Linked DNA regions of Sus scrofa: region 2 is linked to region 1. A link is a contact called in public Hi-C data. All regions are on one chromosome and are shown on one strand. Each heading gives the region's core, a stretch centred on a gene start, on an enhancer-like site or on the middle of the called end of the contact. The rest is flanking DNA. Distances are from core to core; before and after follow the strand shown.

Region 1 (6,846 bases), core at 184-2,683:
GGCATTTTATAAGGGCCATAAAATGGATGGAAGGATGGATGGACAGACAGATGGATGGAGAAGGAAGGAGGAAGAGAGTAAGGAAGAGAGGGAGGAAGAGAGGGAGAGATGGGTGCATACATGAATGAGTGAGTAGAATGATCTTGTCCCCATTTTGGTAGTTCTCAGGGGTGTCTGCATGGGCTCGGCCCATCAACATTTCTCTCCATGCCCACTGCACAGCTGCTGGCCTTCCATAAAGGGGCTCCTCTCTCCTCCTCTTTGTAGGGTAACTGTAGTTTTTGAGCAAGGTTCTCAAGTTTTCCAATGAAATACCCCTATTCCATGCAGGAGAATGATCAGAACCTCTCCACCACCTGCATTCTGAGGGTGTGATCCAAGGTGACCTAAGGCCCAGTATTTTTTTCTAGGTCTGATTTTTATCTAAAATGCAGCAAATTCTACATTTTATATCCTAATAGATCTTTTTATTTCTAAAAATGTTGTAAATGTTTAGCAACACATAAAACTGATGGTCACAAAGAGTTGTGTTCATTTTGTGGCTTCCAGCCCCTCTGACATTCTGATATGTCCCTTCAAGAAGCACAGATCCCTCCAGTTCCAGAAACCTAACAAACTTCCCTGGGCCTCATCACCCACATCCATTTGATACATTTTGTTGGTTCTGTGTATAGACTCACAGCCTGGAATTTGAGGCTTCAGATCCATTTCTGTTCTTCCCAATAATAAATCTCTAGTAACATTCTGGAAGGCAAGGAATTTATGACATTTATCGATGTATTTGCCTTGAGGCATACAGGGAGAAGACACAAACATGGAGTCTAAGGATTTTCTGTTTGACAAAGAAATATGATTTTTAAAGTAAAAGTTCTCAACTTGAATAACATGGCCCAGAAGGCCAATTAGCATAAAAGGTCTTTAGAGGCTTTTAAAGGCTAGATTACACAGGAGATAAATGTTTAAACTGCTCTAAGCCCATTAGATTTTTAGTTCACAGAGGTGTGTTATAATTTTAAAACACAGGCCAGGCCTTCAACCTGATAAGAGTCTTCTGTTCAAAGTTTATCTAAAAAGTTTCTCCTAATGAGCTTTGCTGTTTCACATGCCATACCTTCTGCACCTGTATCAACTAATCCTCTGATCTACCCAGAGTTCCTTCTGTATTGGAATTCCTGCATGAAAAGTAGGATTTCACTCACGAGAACTGAATAAAAAAGCCAGAGCCTAAAGAAATCTTCAACTTAATTGAAGAATGCAGAAAATATTTTTTAGAGGAAAAAAAATGTCTATGTTCTGATGCTCTTTTATCTGGAATATAGATAGCAATTTCCCTTCTCCACCCTCCACAGGAAAGACTGGGCTCTTCAGCTCTATACCCCAAGCCCAGCTCCTAAGACCACAACCTGAGCCAAGGGCCTATATGGCCCACTCGGCCAGAAGGGAAGATGGCAAACGGACCTTCCAACTGAGGTTGGATGTAAGGAGTCATCTTCCCCAGTATTTCTTTCATCAAGGCCATGACTAAGGGCATGATCTGGGAACTTCTGCTTCTAACCAAGATGGAGTAACAGGGGCTGTATGTACCTGCACTCCTGAAACAATTTTAGAAAAATAAAAAAAATATATATATATAAACCACGGTTTACAAGAGGCTCCACTAGGCAACAAAGAAAGTGATCCCTTAAAGACAGGAAACAAAAAAGAAATGAACCCAGGGAAGCCTGATGGGTTCTCTGTATTGAAAAAAAAAAGTAGCAGAAAAGTAGCAGAAGAAGACCATGCAGCTAGAATTTACCTGAAATGCATGCAAGGAAGAATATCAGAGAGGAGAGAACTGCACAGGTTGAGAGGGAGGGAGAGAGAGCTCTGATAATGTTCCCTTTGAGTAATTAGGAGAATACTGATCAGAGCATGTGTGTGAGGGATTACATGAAAAAGTTAAAGGAAACAGTACCTAGAACATGTGCAGGCCCAGGATTAGTGTGTGTTTCTGCTAATCAGATGAGAAAACATTATAAATTCATGAGCGATGTGGTAGAGATCAAAAGTACCATGCATCAGTAATGAGGAATAATTAACTCTGAAATAAAGACAGTTCTGTCTCTGCCCAACAATTCTCAAAAGCAAACCCTGAAAGGATTAAACTGTTCCAAGCAAAGTTCACTGCATCCCAGAACAAAGCTCAAGAATCTTTATAAAACTATAAAAATATCCAGCAGCCAAAAAGGTAAAATTTATAATATCTGGCATCCAATCAAAAATTACTAGACCTACAAAGAAGCAGAGAACTACAATCTACTATAAGGAGAAAAAAACTCAACTGAAGCTAAAGCATAATGGACACAGATACTAGAATTATGAGAACATGACATTCAAGTACTCATTATAAATATATTCCTTATGTCCAAAACGCTGGAGGAAATATTGAACATGTTAAGTAGTGACATGGGAGATATTTTTTAAAAGATTCAGCTTCTAAAGATGAAATTTACAATATTGTGATAAAGAATAAACTAAATGGGATTTAAAGCATATTAAATTACAGGGAAAAGATTAGTGAATTTATAAAGATACAGAAAGAGAAGCTACCCAAAATAAAACACAAGGAGAAGACAGACTCAAATATAAACAGAGCATCACTGAACTGGAAGAGAACATCAAGTTGCCTGTTACACATATAATTAGAGTCTCCAAAGGGGAGAAAAGAAAGGGAGAAACAGAAAAATATGGGAATAAATCATAGCTGCAATTTTTCAAAATTTGATAAAAATTATAAACAGACCCAAGTTCAACCAACCCCTTGTACAAGCACGAGAAACACAAAACAGCTATAAATAACATAATAAATCAAATTTCTGGGAGTTCTTGTTGGGGCACTGCCATGACTAGCATCCATGAGGATGTGGGTTCAACCCTTGGCCTTGCTCAGTGGGTTAAGGATCTGGAGTTGCCATGCAGCTCCAATCTGGTATGGATGTGGCTATCCACAGGCCAGCAGCTGCAGCTCCAGTTCAAATCCTAGCCTGGGAACTTTCATATGCTGCAAGTGCAGACCTAAAAAGAAAAAAAAAATTACATTTCTGAAAACCAGTGTTAAAGAGAAAATCTTAAAACCAAAGAAAAATGACAGTTTATAGTCAAAGGAACAAAAGTAAGCAAGATGGCCTAGTTTTGTTAGAAACAATAAAAGTTAGCCAAAAATAAAGCAACATCTTTAAAGTTCTGAAAGAAAACAATCATCTATACCTGTGAAAGTATCTTTCAAAAATGTGAATGAAATAAAGATATTGAGGCATATAAAAGTGGTAAGACCTTCTCATCAGCAGTTCCATACTATAAAATTGATAAAGTTTTCAGAAAGGTAAGTATGAGGAGGGAAGGGACTGGAAATGATGCCAAACAAAAATATGGATCCAAACCAAAGGTTTGAAGACCCAGTGAAATGATAACTATATTGGTTAGATTTTTTTTCTTCTCATTTAACTCTTTAAAAGACAACTGCCTGTTTAAAATGAATAATGCCTCATGACTAAGGGGGGGGGAGTTAATTGTAAGAATATTAGGTTAATCCAATATTCAAGAATCAATCAATGTTTTACAAATATAATTCACCATATAACAAACTAAAATGAAAGACCACATGATCATCTCAATAAATGCAGAGAAAAATGTTTGAACAAGATCCAACATCTTTCTTATAAAAACTCTGAGCACACTCAAAATAGAAAGGAACTCTTAATTAGATAAAGGGCCTCTATGAAAAACCTGTCATCACACATAATGAGGAAAGACTCAATTCATATGGAAATGCAAAGGACATAGAGTAGACAAACAACTTTAGAAAAAAGCTGGACAATCCCACTCCTGGGCATCTATCCAGAGAAAACCATGACTCACAAAGACACATGTACTCCGATGTTCATTGCAGCACTATTTACAATAGCTAAAACAACCTAAATGTCCACTGACAGAGGAGAGGATCAGACGATGGGGTACATATACACAATGGAATATTACTCAGCCATTAAAAAGAACGAAATACCAGCATTTTTTGCAACATGGATGGACCTAGAAATTATCATGCTAAGTGAAGTCAGCCATACAATGAGACACCAACATCAAATGCTTTCATTGACATGTGGAATCTGAAAAAAAGGACAGACTTTTTTCAGACAGACTGAACGTCTTTGCAGAACAGATGCTGACTCACAGACATTGAAAAACTTATGGAGACAGTTTGGGGGATGGGGGGATGTGCTTGGGCTGTGGAATGAAATCCTGTGAAATCAGATTGTGATGATCATTATACAACTACAAATGTGATAAATTCATTTGAGTAATAAAAAAATAAAATAAATTAAAAAAAAAAAGCTGGAGCAGCATCACCTGACTTCAGTGTTTGTTACAAAGCTACAGATACCAAGATAGTGTGGTATTAGTGCAAAGATGAGACAAATAGATCAGGAGTTCCCGTCGTGGCTCAGTGGTTAACAAATCTGACTAGGAACCATGAGGTTGCGGGTTCAATCCCTGGCCCTACTCAGTGGGTTACGATCTGGCGTTGCCATGAGCTGTGGAGTAGGTCTCAGATGTGGCTCGGATCTGGCATTGCTGTGGCTCTGGCGTAGACCAGTGGCTACAGCTCCAATTAGACCCCTAGCCTGGGAACCTCCATATGCCACAGGAGCAGTCCTAGAAAAGGCAAAAGGCCAAAAAAAATTAAAAAAAAAAAAAAGACAAATAGGTCAGTGGAACAGCATGGAGTTCAAAAGTAGATCCACATGTATGGACAGCTGATTTTCGATAAAGGTGCAAAAGGAATTCAGAGGAAAAAGGATGATCTCAGTAAATAATGCTGAAGCCAAAAAGGACTTGGATATGTACATCATACTATATTCAAAAATTAATTGGGAGTTCCCGTTGTGGCGCAGTGGTTAATGAATCCGACTAGGAACCATGAGGTTACAGGTTCGATCCCTGCCCTTGCTCTGTGGGTTAAGGATCTGGTGTTGCCATGAGCTGTGGTGTAGGTTGCAGACACGCTCGGATCCCGCGTTGCTATGGCTCTGGCTTAGGCTGGCAGCTACAGCTCCGATTAGACTCCTAGCCTGGGAACCTCCATATGCTGTGGGAGCGGCCTAAGAAATGGCAAAAAGACAAAAAAAAAAAAAAAAAAAAAAAAAAAAAAAAACTGATCATACATCTAAATGTAAACCTAAAACGCTAAAACATCTAGAAGAAAACCTAGTAGAAAAATCTTTGTGACCTCTTGTTAGGTAAAGATTTCCCAGCTATTATACGATGCACAATCCCAAGAAGTATAAAAAGCTGACAAAGTAGACTTCATTTAAAGTTAAAAAAAAAAAAAAAAAAAACTTCTGTTCTTGAAAGATATTCTTAAAAACGAAGAGATGAACCGCAATTGGGAGGAAGTATTTTAACATATACAATCAAGGAACTCATGTCCAGAATACAAGGTGAACTCTCAAAACTCAGTAACAAGAAAGCAACCAACACAAAAATGGGCAATAAATCTGAACAAACACTTCACCAAAGAAGATAAATATGGCAAATAAACACAATTTTTAAAAGATGGTCCACATCATAAGGCATTAGGGAAACACAAAATCAAGTCACAGTGAGATACCATTATACACATGTTTGAAAAGCTAAAAATTTTAAAACCACGCATAGCAACGTTAGTGGCATACTGATAGTGGGAATGCAAAATAGAGTATTTTAGAAAACAGACAAAAGTTTCTCAAAATGTTAAACATACTCTGGCCATATCCAGATCATATTCCTCTCCTAGGTACTGAGCCCAGAAGCGAGGGCTCCCATCCACACAAAATCTGTACATGAATGTTCACAACAGCTTGATTTCTACGGCCAAAAAATAACAGGTAAATGGATAAACCACCCGTAAGATACCCGCACAATGGAATACCACCCAGCAATAAAAAGGAATAAGCTGTTGATATACACAACGTTGATGAGTCTCAAAATAATAATGCTGGCTTTAAAAAAAAAAAAGTCAAAAAAAAAAAAAAAAACACATACAAACTGTATGATTCCACTCCTACAAAATTGTTTAAAGTGCAAACTATAGTGGCAGAAAGCCCTGTTCACTGAAGGCTTTAATCAGCTTGCCAGTGCGATAGCTCAGAAGGAACAGTAGTTGCATCAGAATAACCTGAAGCTTGTGAAAATATAGATTCCTGGGCCCCTTGCCTAGAGAGGCCAGCTCAGGAGATCTGAGAATGTGTGTTTCTAACAACCTCCCAAGTGCTGCTGGTGACTGAGAGATCACGCTTTGAGGACCATTCTTTGTTTCACCTTTTCCCCTTCTCAGCTACAGCTTCAGCCTTCAGCCACTTGCCTTGCCATCTTTGGGGTGAAAATGTCAGGTAGTGCATGCCTCCCCAGACCCTCCTTTTAAGACCCTGCTCCTCATTCCCTGGCCACAGGGAGTGTAAGGCACCTCTGCCTGCATTAACCTCAGTAAACTAGGTGCTTAGAGACTTTCTGTGCAGCTCTGAGCATCAAGAACACAGAGAACACATGCAGATCATCCTCCAAAGCAGTGGTGAGACACACAAGACGGAAGCCTTCACTGCCCTCTGGGCTTCTGGCTGCTCACAAGAGTGAAGCTGCCATCACCGCCAGGGCAGTCGGCTGGATGCTTGGCATACTCGCAGCCTGCAGGCAATGTCCAGAGAATGTGTAGTGCTCCAGGTATGCACAACCACACAGGCAGGTGGGGTGAGGAGGTGGGGCTGTAGAGGAAACAGGGGAGGAGCCTGGAGGGTTCCTACACAGGTGAGGGTTGCTGGGATCTCCCAGCCT
Region 2 (6,070 bases), core at 1,522-4,021, 580 kb before region 1:
GCAAGGTGCTTGAGGTTGATGTTTAAACTGTGACAGGCTTCAAAGAGGGCTTCACATGAAGTATAGCTCCAGAATCTGAAATCATGAATCTGAGAATCCAGAAAGAGTCTCCTCTCTCCTCTCAAAAGGAAGCTGGTAAAAAGTGACACGTTCTTGTCTGGAAATAGCCATACACACAACAGCCTAGGTCCAAGGAATTTGTTGCTTATGTGGCAGGTTGGATATTTTACCTGTGTTACAGGGTCAGACTGTGTACCCCAGGCATGCAAAAAATATAATCAATTTCTCTGTAATGAAATTTTTTAAATTTTTAAAAAATTTAAAAGATTTTTGGAGTTCCTGTCATGGCTCAGTGGTTAACGAAACCGACTAGTATCTCTGAGGACACAGGTTTGATCCCTGGCTTTGTTCAGTGGGTTAAGGATCCGGTGTTGCTGTGAGCTGTAGTGTAGGTCACAGACTTGGCTTGGATCCATTGTTGCTGTGGCTGTGATGTAGGCTGGCAGCTACAGCTCCAATTCGACCCCTAGCCTGGGAGCCTCCATATGCTGCAGGTGTGGCCCTTAAAAAAAAAAGAGACAATTTTTTTTTTACAATATTTATAATATTGTGCTAATTTCTCTCTCTCTATATATTCCCTTTCTTATTATTATCTTCCATCTTGGTCTATCTCAAGAAACTGGATATAGTTCCCTATGCTACAGAAGAACCTCATTGCTTATCCATTCTAAATGTAATAGTTTGCATCACCACCTCCAAACTCCCAGTCCATGCCACTCTGAACCCTTTCCCCCCTTGGCAACTGTGTAATGCAATTTAACTTTGCTTTCTGGTTCTAATGGTGGATAATGGAAGCTTAATAAGATGATCCAGTTGCTTCAAGTTTGAAACTCAGATTCCTTCCATCTTCGTTCTTCAGTTCTCCTAGCTATCCCAAAGGGGCAGGGTGGGATGTGGTTAATTTGGGCTAAGGTAGTTTCTGTCCCTGCTGGCCTCTGCTGGGTGTGCAGGGCTCTCTCAGGCCCATATGCTCGACTATTTGCTTGACCATTGCCCATCTATCACTCCAGTGCCATGTGGGATGTAGGATTTCTCTATGAAGCTTGCAGACTCTCAGGAAGCATGCATCTCACCAGGAAACCAGGCTCTGGCCCTTCTCCTTAGAGCCTTCCATGGTCTCATCTGGGGTTTCTGTTTGAATATCTAACTTGCTGTTCCCACTGTCCCCTTCAGAACTTGGTACTGGGGATGGAAAGCTGGGGACTTTCTCAGGGACTTACCAGTGTCTGAATTCCAGTCCTATTCACTCTGATTTTTCTCCCCCATTCATTACATTTTTACCTACTTTAAGTCAGCATATGCATTCTTCTTCTATCAGTGGGTTATGGTATAAGGTTCTCTGAATTCATGGGTTTTGGATCTTGATATTTAAAGTTAAGCTCTGGTATTTGCAATTTTTTTAAAAAGGAGAAACTCACTTTTCTTCTCTCAGATGCATGCCCCTTCCAGTAGAAAGCAGACAGTGGTCTTTGCTATAGATTGACCAAAATCTTCCTGGTAGCTTATAACCCATGGCTTTTGTTCTGCCTGGATGGTTCTACCCTGAAGGTGAGCTATTCAGAAGGTGCCCACAGACTGCTGAATGGTGGGTGAAAGGAAAGAATGAGGGGACTTAAATGGCACAGAATTGAGTAATAATTAAAAAATTGCCCCACTACAGTTGGGAAACCATGCATGTTTTCAGAATCTTTGATAAGAGATCACGGTGTTCCCACGAAGCTGGCTAGAAGCAAACTGTGACCTATTCAATTACATTGCTACTTGCCAGGAATTAAGTAATGGTGTTCTTGGAACTGGCGAGTACAGTGTGGTCAGTGTTTATCTAACCCTCTGCTGAAGAGTCTGGCCTTAGCTTCTGGAAGTCTCACGAGGTTATCTAGATGATAATATCTCTAGGATGGAGAGCCATTCATTAGTTCATTCAGGGGCCCAGCGTTAGGGGATAGATTTTATAGATTCCTGTGAAAGGCAGGGCCCGAGCTGTTTGATAACATTTCTCAACTTTCAGAGTAAGAGTCATTTAGGAAGATTGTTTAAAAATGAAGATTCCAAAAAAAAAAAAAAAAAATGGGGGTTAATAGATGCAAACCATTGCCTTTGGAATGGATAAGCAATGAGATCCTGCTGTATAGCACTGGGAACTCTGTCTAGTTACTTATGATGGGGCATGATAATGGGAGAAAAAAAGAATGTGTATATGTATGTGTAACTGGATCACCTTGCTGTACAGTAGAAAACTGACAGAACACTATAACCCAGCTATAATGTAAAAAAATAAAAATCATTATAGATTAAAAAAAAAAATAAAGATTCCTTGAAACTTTGTCCAGATCAACTGATTCCTAGGTCTGGGCTAAGGCTTAGGAATTTACATTTTAACAGGCTTCTTCAGGACTGCACTTTGAGATCAGACTCATAATTGAAGTAGCTAGGACTAAAAATCAAATAATCAGTGACAGTACCACTTAGATCCAGGCCAGGTCTGTATTTAGAGGACCCTGCTCTGGCCCTGTCCATCCTCGTGTGGTGGGGCAATCAGTGGACTCAAGAGGATATGCCACCTGGAGTCGAGGACCAGCCTTCCAGACCTTCATCAAGGTGCCAGGCGCCTGGAATTTTCTGCCACCACTGAGCGGGCTCCCAGGTTTTGCACGGGCTCTTTCCTGGTCTGACCTCCAGGGGGCGTACCCTGTTGTTGACAGCCTTAGGCCTCAGAGGTGGCTGGCCTGGGGACAGCCGTCCCTGGGGATGTGGATGGAGCTTGGCTCTGTGAGCTGTTGTATCTACCAGAGCCAGAGGAAACCCCAAGTGCAGGGTTGGCTGTGGCCAGGAGCTGGCTTTCCCTGTACTGCCACCTGGCATTCTGGGTCCCTTGGAAGGTACATTTATCAGGTAGGAGAACAGAACATGTTTCATTCAGCAGCTCCTTAGCATTGATGATAACGTCTAAATACATAGACGGTTTGTGGGCCTCTATCACATTCTTGTCTTAGAGCCCATGAATGGTAGGGGTGACCCGATCACTGTTTTCAAGTGGTTAATGTCTTAGAATTGATTTCTTCTGATCAAGAAACTGTCCTTTAAGGCAAGCCCCAGGGAAGGACAGATAGAGGAGAAAGGAAGGGGAAGAGTGACCTCCAGGCTTGGCCACACCGAGGGGGCCCAGCAAGGGAGTGGATCAGACCTGCATATCAGGATAAAACTTGATGTGGCCTTTTGCAGGTTGTTTGCTGTCCTTTTCTCTAACAGGTGGGGGGTGGGGGGGCAGTACAATTGTTTGCTGAACTGGCTGATTTCAGCTACCCTTGCAGGGGGAGGGGCAAACCCAAGTTGTCTCATCTCTTTCTCTCCAGGATTCCAGCTTCTCTTGCTGGAATTTGCCCTTTTTCTTGCAGTGAAATAGAGTGTGGAAATGTGAACACTTTCCAGAATGACTTTAAAATATTTTCAGCCACTGTTGGATGTTTAACAAAAAAAAAAAAAAAAAAAAAAAGAAGGAATTCCTGTCATGGCTCAGTGGTTCATGAACCTGACTAGTAACTGTAGGTTGCTCAGTGGGTTAAGGATCTGGCGTTGCAGTGAGCTGTGGTGTAGGTCTCAGATGCAGCTGGGATCTGGCATTGCTGTGGCTCTGGTGTAGGCCGGTGGCTACAGCTCTGATTAGACCCCTAGCCTGGGAACCTCCATATACTGCGGGTACAGCCCTAGAAAAGACCAAAAGGACCTCTTTAGAGTTGGATCCATTATTTCATATGGGATTAACAAAGGAAACTTTGATTTTTTTAAATAGGTTTCACATACACTGGAAGGTGAAAAGACATCATTTCATGACAGTCACTCTTCTTGATACCATATGCCATATACTTTAATGGAAATATTCCTTAAAATACCCAATTACTCTTGTTTTAATTCACTGCTTCTATTAGGTCTGCTATATACTCTTGCCTAGGTTTTACACTGCACAACGACCCCTACCCTAAGAAATGAGTTGGGGGTGAAATCCAGCCCACCTTCCCCTCATCATCATGGGCCTGTATCTACCAGAAAGTAGGATACCCTTTTCTAATCACAAAGAGTCACAGTCTGCTCTTCAAATCACACACCTGCAGGCATAGGTGCATGCAAAAGTGTCCCTATGGGTTGCCATGGTAGTCAAACATTTAAATATGGCATTAGTGTGTTTTTCTAAGAGGACTTCCCTGCCAGAAAGACATGCTCAAGCAAAGAGCAGAGCCTGCTGACTGGTCAGATATACCTTCTTTTATAGATCAAGAAACTAACACTCTGGTTTATAAGTGTATCTCCCTTTGTATGATTAGCCGGGATCAATCTGTCAGAATCTGATCCTCCCTGGGTGAATGGACAAAACTGGATTTCTAGATCAACAAGGCTGAAGATGCAACACTTGTGGTGACTTTTTACAATGTCCCATATCCCAGGCAGCTGCATTGAAATTCTTTGAAATCAGTTGCAGTGCAATAGGTGTTTACCTTGTAGACACGGAGAAAGGAAAACTGACTGGTTTTCCATTTCATATCACTAATGTTGTCACTCCCTGCCTGTATTTTTCTACCCTCTCACTCTGCTTTATTTTTCTTCCTATTACTTATCGCTATCTTACGTTACATATCAATTTGTTTACTTACTCTATGCTTAATAAGTTCCTGCCATGTCTAGAAATACTCAATAAATACTTGTTGAATGAATAAATGAATGACCCATAAAAATGTAACCCTCAACTTTGTAATGTTGCTGCGAGGTATTATAAATTAAGAATAAATGGACTTCCTTGGTGACGCAGCAGCTCAAGGATCTGGCACTGTCACTGCTGTGGCTTGAGTCGCAGCTGTGGTGTGGGTTCGATCCCTGGCCCAGGAACTTCTGCATGCCATGGGCAAAAAGAAAAAGAATAAAGAGAGCAACTTCATGGTCCATCCTAAGTGGACATGAAATCAATCAACACTGGGCTGTTGTGAGAAAGGGTATCTCCTGGGGAGACCTTCAGAGCAACCACAAAGGGTGCCAGGGTTGCACTGTGTGTTAGCAAATAGCAAGAGCCTCTTAGAAGACACTCAGCTGAGAATTTGGTTTCTTCTCCCGCCAACCCCCATCTCCACTGCAGCAAGGAGAAAGAGTGCTTTTCTGGGCAGGAACAGGCAGCTGCAACAGCCATGATTTTTATTTGGGTCCCAGAAAAAAAGCCAAGCTTCACTACTGCTTTTAGCTATGTACTGCTTTTATGCTAAGTACTGGAGCAGAATTAACTCTAGCCAGAAAGTGGAGTTGATGAAGGTTCTCTAAGAGAAAGAGAGGGATTATAGCTGGAAATGGAATACTTATTGTACTAGCTTTTTTATTATACTTAATATGTTGGCTGGTATATTGGCTTTGAACAAAGGAAGTAATTAGTCCAAATGGATCAGCATTGGTCATGAACACAGAGAGGACATCTCCTGCCCTTCCTCAACCCTGCCCTCTTCTGGGCCTGGGGAAGCTCACTGTCCATTCTTAGCAAAACCCAGTAGCCTTAACCTCGTCCCTGGATGTTCCCACCACCATCTTACTCTGATGGAGACCTGGCTTTCTGATGAAAACATCCTCTTCCTGTTCTCCTGCATTCCACCCCCCCACACCACCCCAGTTTTGGGGCATAAGGCCTGGGGTGAAATGTATTTCCTTTCCAGTCCTCATTTCCACCTCTGGATTATTCTCCTTTCTCCATAGAAACATCTTGCACCGAATGTCAGGTCATCAGGTAATGTCACCCATCCCTCTCATTTTGCTGACATCCATTGTCTCAAGGTCATTCCTCTGTGCTCCTGCCTCATGGCCACGGTCCTATTCCAAGACATTTTTTTTTTTTTTTGGTCTTTTTAGGACTGCGTCATATGGAGGTTCCCAGGCTAGGGGTATAATTGGAGCTGTTGTTGTTGGCATCTGAGCTACGTCTGCAACCTCCACCACAGCTCATGGCAACGCCAGATCCTTAACCCACTAAACTAGGCCAGGG

Evidence for each region. Hi-C and Micro-C count contacts between places; a contact is called where the count stands out from the background.
Region 2: a Hi-C map of retroperitoneal adipose tissue shows a contact between it and region 1, with 2.7 times the contacts expected there. The contact joins two enhancer-like sites. A contact is called at or near these places in 10 of 47 Hi-C or Micro-C datasets (alveolar macrophages, embryonic fibroblasts, fibroblasts and 6 more) and 2 of 2 datasets of contacts at active chromatin or transcription factors (alveolar macrophages and skeletal muscle).

The regions. Positions count from the first base shown.
Region 1 is chr9:106,053,153-106,059,998 of Sscrofa11.1, reverse strand. All of the region lies in intron 1 of LOC110255500 (a long non-coding RNA gene), which reads right to left. Among named protein-coding and RNA genes, the nearest start is that of SYPL1, 71 kb to the right of the region's middle. Within about 2 kb of position 1,433, at least 9 of the 83 cell types and tissues checked have an H3K27ac peak or open chromatin away from gene starts, as enhancers often do. A contact at or near this core is called in retroperitoneal adipose tissue, where this site is marked.
Region 2 is chr9:106,635,957-106,642,026 of Sscrofa11.1, reverse strand. No RefSeq gene overlaps it. Among named protein-coding and RNA genes, the nearest start is that of PIK3CG, 66 kb to the left of the region's middle. Within about 2 kb of position 2,771, at least 8 of the 83 cell types and tissues checked have an H3K27ac peak or open chromatin away from gene starts, as enhancers often do. A contact at or near this core is called in retroperitoneal adipose tissue, where this site is marked.